Regions from separate parts of the Sus scrofa genome. Here all the other regions are linked to region 1. Evidence: chromatin contacts called from public Hi-C and HiChIP or PLAC-seq data. All regions are on one chromosome and are shown on one strand. The core of a region is the stretch at or near the end of the contact, and the rest is flanking DNA. Distances in the headings are between cores, read along the strand shown.

Region 1 (2,891 bases), core at 154-2,653:
AGGACATGTGGATGTGTAGAGACTTCCCTCGGAGAGAAGGGTATCCACTCCCTCCTCCAATCCCTCTCCCTTGGCTCACCATAGGCCATCTGCCGGATGGAGATGGGTGATCTTCCGTCCTCACTCAGCGATGCTAACCCCTCATCTGCCTTCCTGGGGTGGGGTGGGTGGGGTAGGGGAAACATGAGGGAGGGCAGGAATCTCCTTTCCCTCTAAATGTCTTCCCTTGGTGCCTCCTCATCCAAACCACCACCCAGGGCTGCCCCACTTAGAGTTCAATCCTCTGCCCTTCTCCCCTCCATACCATCCCATCTTCTTACTTAAGCAGCTTGTAGTAGGCAAAGCGGAACACCTCCTGTAGAAGGACAGAAACTGCAGCACCAAAAATCAGGAGGCCATACTGGAGCCGGGCATCTGACCGGTCGGTCACATGGACCAAGATGAACCAGACTACAGAGGCCAAGAGCAAGGAGACCAGCCAGAAAAATGCCCTGAGGAAAGACAAGGGCAATCAGGCAGGCAAGGGCAGGGGGCACCCAGACAAATCAAAGAGGGGAGCCAACCAAGGCTGTAGTATAAAAAGTGGAAGTTACACTTCCGGATGGTCAGGGAGACAGTGAGGAGACTGGATAGGTGTCTCCACCAAGGGAGTTTGTAGGGATCTAGCGCAGGGAAGGGGTAGAAATCTCATTAAAGAGTCTTCAAAACGTTGAGAGCCAAGGTGTAGGCACACAGAAGGGCGAGGTATCCATTCCTGGATACTCCCTTAGGGCCGGCCGAAGTCAGCACAGCCCCCTCACGAGTCCTGGCCTTGGGCCTCCTCTGACGTCGCCGGGAGGAGTATAGGAGGAATCTCTGCGATCCCTGGAAGGCGGAAACCAACTGCGGGAAAGGGCAAATCACCAAGGCCCCTGACTCGACCCTCTTCAATCTTCACCTCCGACTTGTCTTCCCCCAACTCAGGCTCCCAGCCTCGCCCCAGTTCCTCAAGCCCCTTTCGGATCTCTCTCTCCGGCGTCCTCCCGCGTCTCCCCAGCCCCCTAACTCACCCAGCGACTAGGATGATGACACGAAGCGGGTCTCCGGCCACAGTGATCAAGAAAAGCGCAAAGGCTGGACCGAAAGCGACGAAAGTGCATCCAAAAAACACTGCGGCCCCCATGGCTGGGCAGCTGGGGGCGGGGTGGAGGCCTGGCTAAGAGAGGCGAAGGGGAGGAGCACGCCAACTAGAGTGTCCGCGTTCGTTGGCGACGCGACCCCGTAAGGGGCGCGGTGCAATGTCACCCCCGGACCCCCGGGAAGGGGGGGGCACCGAAACCCCAGATGCAGGTCCCCGCGACTTCCTCTACGGAAGCCGAAAAGGGGACAAACCCCATCCGCAGCCCCATGGCCACCTCCCATCTAATCCCCACCCCCTGGAGGCCAATGGAGAATCCGCGGAGGCGGAGCTGCGGGGGTGGACGCGTGGCCGCACTACCTGCCGGGACTTGTAGTCCTGCCCTCCTAGCCCTGGACCTCGGCCCTGGGAGTGGTTCCGGCGGGTTAAACCAGTGGGCTGGACCTGGGGGTTCCTCGGTTCAGCTCGGTCCTGGTCGCTTTCGTGATTTCGTTATTTTGTGGGGAAGGGTGGTAGCAATCCTACCTCTCTTTGAAGAGCTGCAGAGGGGGGAAGATCCTGTTGGAAGCTAAAGGACAGATGTAAAGAAAGCACAGGATAGAGGGTGCAGGGAGATAGGGACGGGTATTGTTCTTACTTGAATGAGAGGAAATGGGCTAGAGCTACTGCCTAAGAGATGAAGGTTAGACTTAAAAGTAGGAGCTCTTTGAACGGGCTAGTATAGGAACATGTAATTCAGTGTATCGCTAATGAATCTTTCATCTGTAATGACAAGAAAATCAGAAGCAAAAGAAGCCTGGAGAGCAATGATAAGAAAGGGGATTTTTAGTTAAAATTGGGAGTTAAAATTGTTTGTAAAAAACAATTAGAGGGATGGAGTTGAAGGAAAATGACACCACCACCACACTTTGCCAGTTACTCAGTTCCTTTTATGTCATACTTCCTCTATTTATTTTTCTGAAAATGAACCTCAGTGGTGTCTTTTCCTCAGGCTGGGGGAAGGGAAGGGGCAGGAGATGCATATTAGAATGAAAGAAAGTAGGGGAAGAGGTATTATAAGATCATTTGAAGTGGGGATGGGGTTAATCCTTAGGAGGAAGTTTAGGCAAAAGTGCTAGGATGGGAAAGTGAAATATTGTTGAGACAGTAATAAAAAACTATAGAAATTGTTCAAAGAGAGCCAGGCTTCCTTTCCTTCCTGGAAATGATTTATGGCAACGCATATATGTACATCCACATAAGAGTTTTACATTTTTCTGGGAAATTCTGGAAAGGAGCTAAAGGAATAGATTATATAGATATACATGGGATGTCATCATGCAAATCCTCTCTCAATAAGGTTGAGAGGGTGGGAGCATCCTGGCTAGTGCTCAAGACTCTTTTGTCTTGCTTCTGGGCCTAGCAGGCCAGAAGAAATAGGGATAAGACAACTCTTATCTCTCCTTTGAGCTGTTCCCGCAGCATCTTCTGACTTAAAAACAGGTGTCAAACCTATCTTATTTATGGGTGGTTCCACAGAGGCTTGCATGGTACCTGGCTCATACTAGACATTGAATTGATATTAACTCCCTTTAAAAAAATTACCTGCATTCTTGGAGTTCCCTTCGTGGCTCAGCAGTTAATGAACCCGACTAGGATCCATGAGGATGCAGGTTCCATCCTTGGCCTCACCCAGAGGGTTGAGGATCTGGCGTTGCCTTGAGCTGCGGTGTAGGTCACAGACTCAGCTTGGATCCCGTGTTGCTATGGCTGTGGCTGTGGCATAGGCCGGAAG
Region 2 (2,891 bases), core at 139-2,638, 740 kb after region 1:
CCATAAATGTTTCAACATTCTCATTTAAAACATTTCTATGTGGTTAATTGTAGGGGCTTTGGAGTTCCCTGGTGGCTCAGTGGGTTGAGGGTCTGGTGGCATCACTGCTGTGTCTCTGTTGTGGTGAGGGTTCAATACCTAGCCCAGGAACTTCCTGGCCAATCCCTGGCCAAAACAAAATAAAACAAAAGGGTATGGGCTTTGGAGTAAGATAGATTTGTTTGAATATTCACTCCAGCACTTACTAGTTATTTGACCTTGGTCAAATTGGTTAACCAATCTAAGTCTCAGTTTCTTCACCTATAAAAAGGGTATAATAATTGTATGCTTGATAGGGATGTGACGATCAGATGCGCTAATGGATGTAAAGTCTTTAGTATAGTGACTGGTATAATAAATAAGAGCTGCTCACCTCCACCGGGATATTGAGACAGGATTTGTCTCAACCAGACAGTGCAACACGAGATGGGACCCTTGTCAATTAATTTATCACAATTAACTAATTTAGACACAATTAGGAAAATTTCAGGTGAAGTTGCCCAGAGGGCCACTATATCCTCATGAGGAATAAATCTTTTCTGAGTGTCTGCGTCCCAATCCTGGAAGACTCACCGTCACCCCGTATTTGAGTGCTAGTCCAGCCAGGGTGTCTCCGGGCGCCAACTGATGCTCCAGGCGTCTTTCCCTCACCGGGGAGCAGGCAGACTGCACAAGGCTTCCATAAGAACGAGCCCGGCTCCCTTGAAGCAGTCCTGACCCCCCGAGGGGGGCCTGTCTAGAGGGAGAGGCCATCTCCTCACCCTGCGGACAACTGGAGTTGCAACTGCGGGAGGCCCGGCCAAGTGACCGATAGTGACAGGCCCGGGGTCTGGGAATGAAAATCTGGAGGATTCCTTTCCCTTTCTGTGTTCTCTCCTAAGTCTCTCCGCCTTCCCCCCACTAGGCGACCTCTGACTCCTGGCTTCCCCGCCTTCCAAGGCCTTTTCCCACAAACCTGTAACCTGACTGTTCAGTCCCTACCTGAGTTTCTCCTTAGTACCCCTCCGACTTTCGATCCCCCACAACTCGCGACATTGACCTCTGACCTTTGACCACTAGACACCCTCCTCTACACTACAGAGTTTGCCCCCAGGTCGGTCCGCCAGACCTCCCAGCCCCCAACCCCGATTCCGCGCGTCCCGGGCTTGGTCGCTAGGGTCGGGAACTAATCAGGCCCACTCCAGGTGGGCTGTGGCCTCAGGCGAAGGGCGTGATGACCGCGAGAATCTGTAGCACACTTTCCCCTGAGAGATCCTCAAAGGTACGCTCCGCATCAAATCAGTCACACTCTCAAACTCGGGATCCACAGCTAGGTTCCTCTTTCTCCAAACGCCTCTAATCTGCCAAGATGCAAGGGCCTGAATCGGGCAGGGCGGCAAGCTCTTTGAAAAAAGACTTCATTTCCCAAAAGGCTCCGCGCCGGCGGGGTCGCAGAGCACCATAGGAAATGCAGTCCCCTCTATGGGCTAGAGGCGGGTTTTCGGGATCGCGCGGCGCATGCGTGGAAGCGCATCCCGGAAGTAAGGGGGCCAACCGGAAAGAGACAGGAAAGAAAGGAGACGTCCCACTCTTGCTACGGTGGCCTGAAAGGAGTGGCGAACGCGGCGCGATAAAACTTATATTTCTGGGGCTCTCACAGTCGTGATGTCTTTCAAGAGGGAAGGGGACGATTGGAGTCAACTCAATGTGCTCAAAGTAAGCGCGAGAGGAGAGCATCTGGAGCAGCTTCAGTTGCCGTCTGAAGGCTGTGAGGGAGCTGTTTTGTTGCTGTGGCAACAACTCGGGGGAGGGGGGCGGAGGAAGCCAGACGATTGGAACTGGGCCGACACCCCTTCTTCAGCCCAGATCTCTACCCTTCTTGTGGCCTTTATTCCCTTTGAGTCCTCGTCCTTGTCATTTCCTTTTTGTTCCTCCCTCATATCCAGCTGACCCCGTCCTCATTTCTTCCCTTGTTCCCTGCAGAAACGGAGAGTCGGGGACCTGCTGGCGAGTTACATCCCAGAGGATGAGGCGTTGATGCTACGGGATGGACGGTGAGGACTAGGAGTGGATCAAGCCTGGGGGTTCTGCGGTTAGAGGCTCAACAAACTTTTGTTATTAAGCAGATTGGAAAGAACAAGGAATCTTTGGCGGGGAGTGAGTAACAGGGATGTTGGTGGTGGAGACTGGGAGACTTGGGATTTGGGCTTTGGAAAGGAGTTCTAGGCTGTGGTGGAACCTATGGCAGAGACTCCACTCCCCAGGAACCAATTATCTTCTCTCCTCCTCTCTAGCTTTGCTTGTGCCATCTGTCCTCACCGACCGGTACTGGACACCCTGGCCATGTTGACTGCCCACCGTGCAGGCAAGAAACATCTGTCCAGTAAGTTTGTGGGAAGACAGAGCATAGAGAATAAACCCTTAAAGGGTTTATTCACTCTGGGTGCCCTCCTTTTAATTCTCTTTCCCTTTCTCCTGAGGCCTGCAGCTTTTCTATGGCAAGAAGCACCCAGGAAAGGGCCTGGAGCCAAATCCAAGACAACAGAATGAATTGAGGAGAGAAGAGACCAAAGCAGAGGTAATCAGAGAGGGGAGGGTGTGTTCCAGGCTGCACACCTTAGGCTTGAAGGCTCTGGATTCTTTCTAGCTCTGAAGGTTCTGACTTTGTCTCCCATCTCCATGCCAGGCTCCTCTGTTAACCCAGACTCGACTTATTACCCAGAGTGCTCTGCACAGAGCTCCTCACTATAACAGTTGCTGCCGCCGAAAGAACAGGTCTGTGGGGTGGGTAATCCAGAAGTAGGGAGGAACAGGAGATCGATCGCTCTAAAGTACTGTTTTCCAAATTGGATTCTGAGGAATACTAGTGTTCT
Region 3 (2,891 bases), core at 238-2,737, 570 kb after region 1:
CCTTCGCCTTGGGGTGGCCGGGGCAGAAACTCAGAGCCACTCCTTCCTGTTTCACGTAAAGCACATGGACGTTCTGACCTCCCTCCCGGACTGGGCACAGTAGGCGGGTAAGAAAGAACAGCAAGACCCTCCGCCCTCCTCCCACTCTAGCCATGGGGCCGTCAGAGCCAGGCAGGGGCCACGCCGCGCGGGCCGGCTGCCAGGCAGAGGGCTCTCGCGCAAGTGATCCCCGGGCTTCTCTACTTTCCAACAAAGGGGCTCCGCCGTCCGCTAGCGGCCCCGCGGCCCCACCTCCTGTTCCATACCTGTTGCCCAGGAGGGCTCCTCCGGGCTCCGGGCGGCGCGCCCAGGCGCCCGGCCAGTCTGCCCTCGGGCGGCGCTGGGGGCCCGGCCGCTCCCGCGAGGCGCTCCGGCCCGCCCTCCCCAGGCCGGCCGCCATGAGCGCGCCGGGCAGAGGCCCCGAGCCCGCGGCGGCGCCCCGCGCCCGGCCGCCCGAGGGTGTGCCCCCGGGCCCCTCTGCCCTCCTCAGCCCGCTCCCTTCCCCACCGGGCCCAGTCCGCCGAGCCGCGTCCGCGCGGCCCCCAGTTCTCGCAACTTTTCCGGGCCTCGTCCCGCCCCACCCCTGCGCGCGGCGCCTCGGGCTCCCGGGCTGGGGTCCCGACTCACTCGGCGGCGGCGGCGGCGGCGTCGCGGAGCTGGCCCGGCCGGGAGCCGCTGCTCCGTCTCTCTTCTCGTCCGAGCTCCGGGCCCCCTCCGAACTGGCTCCGCTCGCTCCTCTCCTCCCCCTTCCGCCCGCCCGCCTGCCCGCTCGCTCCCTCCCTCCTTCCTCCTCCGCCCGCCGCCCGCCGAGCCCAGCCGAGCTGAGTGCGAGCCCAGCCAGCCAGCCCGGGAAAGAAAGGCCGCGAGCAACACAGGAGCCGGGAGACTGGGCGTGGGCCTGCGGCCCGGCGACGGAAAGGGAGAGAAGGGCGGGCGGAGGGGCCCGGGCCTCCGCGCGGGGCAGCCGCGCCCAGCCCCCGCCGCCTGCCGCCGCCCCCTTCCCGGCCCGGGGACCCGAGCCCTTGCGGCGCGGGTTCTGCAGCCGCGCCCACTGGCATCCTGGCATCGAGGGAGAAGCCCCCCGATGAGGGCAGGCAGTGTGGGTTCTCTCCCAGCCCCTTGTCTCTCCGTTAAAGGTTAGATGTAGCCCTGGGGAACCGCGGGACAGACCGGGGACCGCAGAGCGGTATTGCCCCTGCCCCACCCCACCCCGGCCACCCCCAACTGCGGTCCCCGACCTGCACCCGGCTGCAGCCCCCGGTTCCCTCTGCGCGACCGACTGCCACACTTCTCACCTCCAGCCCTACTGGGAGGCAGGAGGGGGCGCAGCCCCTGAGAGTCCTTTCCAAGTGCCGCGCGCCGAGGCCGAGCGCCTCGCCAAGGCCGACCCAGGCAGCGGGCCCTCGAGATTCCGCTGTCCTTCCAGCGCGGAGCCCGCTACCCCTAGGGCGTCCCCCGCCCCAGCCCGCCGTAAAACCCACAGCGTTTCCACCCAGTGCTGTTTAAAACCTACCCGCAGTGGTACACATACCCTCCTGTAGTAGACTCTGAAGGAGCCAACCTCCAACTTTTTAATGTAAAATGCGTTCGAGTTTGCCATCTAGACCACGTTTATCCGTATTTAAATTCATATTGTAAAATGTTTTTCCCTTAGTCTGGTAAAAGCAATGTTTCAGGAAGATGCAAAATGTTTATCCTACAAAATTGGCCTTGATTCGTACAGAGGACAGAGTGTGACCAAAATGTGTCTAAGGGTTTGTTTAGAGAGGGCCCCCTAAGTAGAGGTAATTGAATTCTTTACGGTAATGAAATGGTGCTTTTTATACTGTCACAATTAGAACCTCTGACAGTGGCTGGTTTCAAAGTTTATCTAGTCAAGTTCAGGGGCTTTGACAGTTCTGTTAAGAAAGAATGTATGACCTCACTAATCCAGTTTGAGACCCTTGCTTAAGGCTCTTTCTGGAGAAGGAGGCAGAAGCTGACCTCCAAACATTTCCTTTGCTCTTTGCGGTGAGAGGCCCCAGCCCATGCCAACCTACCACTAGGGAATTCAGACCTGTTGGTCCATTCCCTGGACTCTTCAGCCTTCTTTAGCCCGGTTTTCCAGTTCCCAACAACCACTCTAGCCCTTTATTCCTTTGCCCCAGGCTAAACTCCTTTAATAGCATATCATATTAGCATACCATATCCGGCTACCCCTTCCCTACTGTTACTGCCCCTCCCTCAATCTCCCAATTCCACGGTTCCCTCTACCTTTTCTCCCCCCTTTTTTGGCCGCCCTGTGGCATATCCAACATATCCAGAGGTCACATCCAACCTGCAGTTGTAGCTGTCACAACACTGGATCCTTAGCCCACTGTGCTTGCGTGCCAGTGCTCCCAAAATGCCACTGATCCCACTGAGCCCCAGGAGGACCTCCTCCCTCTACCTTTTTTTTTTTTTTTTTTTTTTTTTTTTTTTTGCCTTTTCTAGGGCCACTCCCATGGCATATGGAGGTTCCCAGGCTAGGGGTCTAATCGGAGCTGTAGCCACCGGCCTACACCACAGCCACACAGGATCCGAGCTGAGTCTGCAACCTACATCACAGCTCACGGCAACGCCGGATCCTTAACCCACTGAGCAAGGGCAGGGATCGAACCCGCAACCTCATGATTCCTAGTTGATTCGTTAACCACTGTGCCACAATGGAAACTCCTCTCTCTACCTTTCTTACGTGCCTTCCCCAGATTCCCTTTTCCAGCAGGGTTCCAGTGTCTCCTCTTTGGGCCCTGGCTAAACTTTGAGTAAGCTCTCTACTCCCGCCCCATGTCTGTCCTACTTGGTTCAAACCTTTTACTTTCTAAACCCTTTTT

What was found. A called contact is a pair of places that touch in the nucleus more often than the background predicts. HiChIP or PLAC-seq counts read pairs in DNA pulled down with a chosen protein or histone mark.
Region 2: a Hi-C map of heart right ventricle shows a contact between it and region 1, with 4 times the contacts expected there. The contact joins the promoter of LYSMD1 here to the promoter of APH1A in region 1. A contact is called at or near these places in 1 of 5 promoter capture datasets (fetal liver) and 1 of 47 Hi-C or Micro-C datasets (heart right ventricle).
Region 3: a contact with region 1 is called in an H3K27ac HiChIP or PLAC-seq map of alveolar macrophages. The contact joins the promoter of CERS2 here to the promoter of APH1A in region 1. A contact is called at or near these places in 2 of 5 promoter capture datasets (fetal skeletal muscle and liver) and 2 of 2 datasets of contacts at active chromatin or transcription factors (alveolar macrophages and skeletal muscle).

Annotation. Positions count from the first base shown.
Region 1 is chr4:98,816,098-98,818,988 of Sscrofa11.1, reverse strand. It overlaps APH1A (aph-1 homolog A, gamma-secretase subunit), which reads right to left and starts at 1,403. Exons shown (of 6, transcript NM_001244487.1): 1 at 1,050-1,403; 2 at 321-491; 3 at 80-153. The coding sequence starts at 1,162.
Region 2 is chr4:98,081,048-98,083,938 of Sscrofa11.1, reverse strand. LYSMD1 (LysM domain containing 1) reads right to left here and starts at 1,388. Exons shown (of 3, transcript NM_001243501.1): 1 at 613-1,388. The coding sequence starts at 792. It overlaps SCNM1 (sodium channel modifier 1), which reads left to right and starts at 1,565. Exons shown (of 7, transcript XM_001929657.4): 1 at 1,565-1,734; 2 at 2,002-2,072; 3 at 2,313-2,401; 4 at 2,499-2,596; 5 at 2,705-2,793. The coding sequence starts at 1,684.
Region 3 is chr4:98,249,369-98,252,259 of Sscrofa11.1, reverse strand. CERS2 (ceramide synthase 2) reads right to left here and starts at 1,487. Exons shown (of 11, transcript XM_005663490.3): 1 at 1,335-1,487.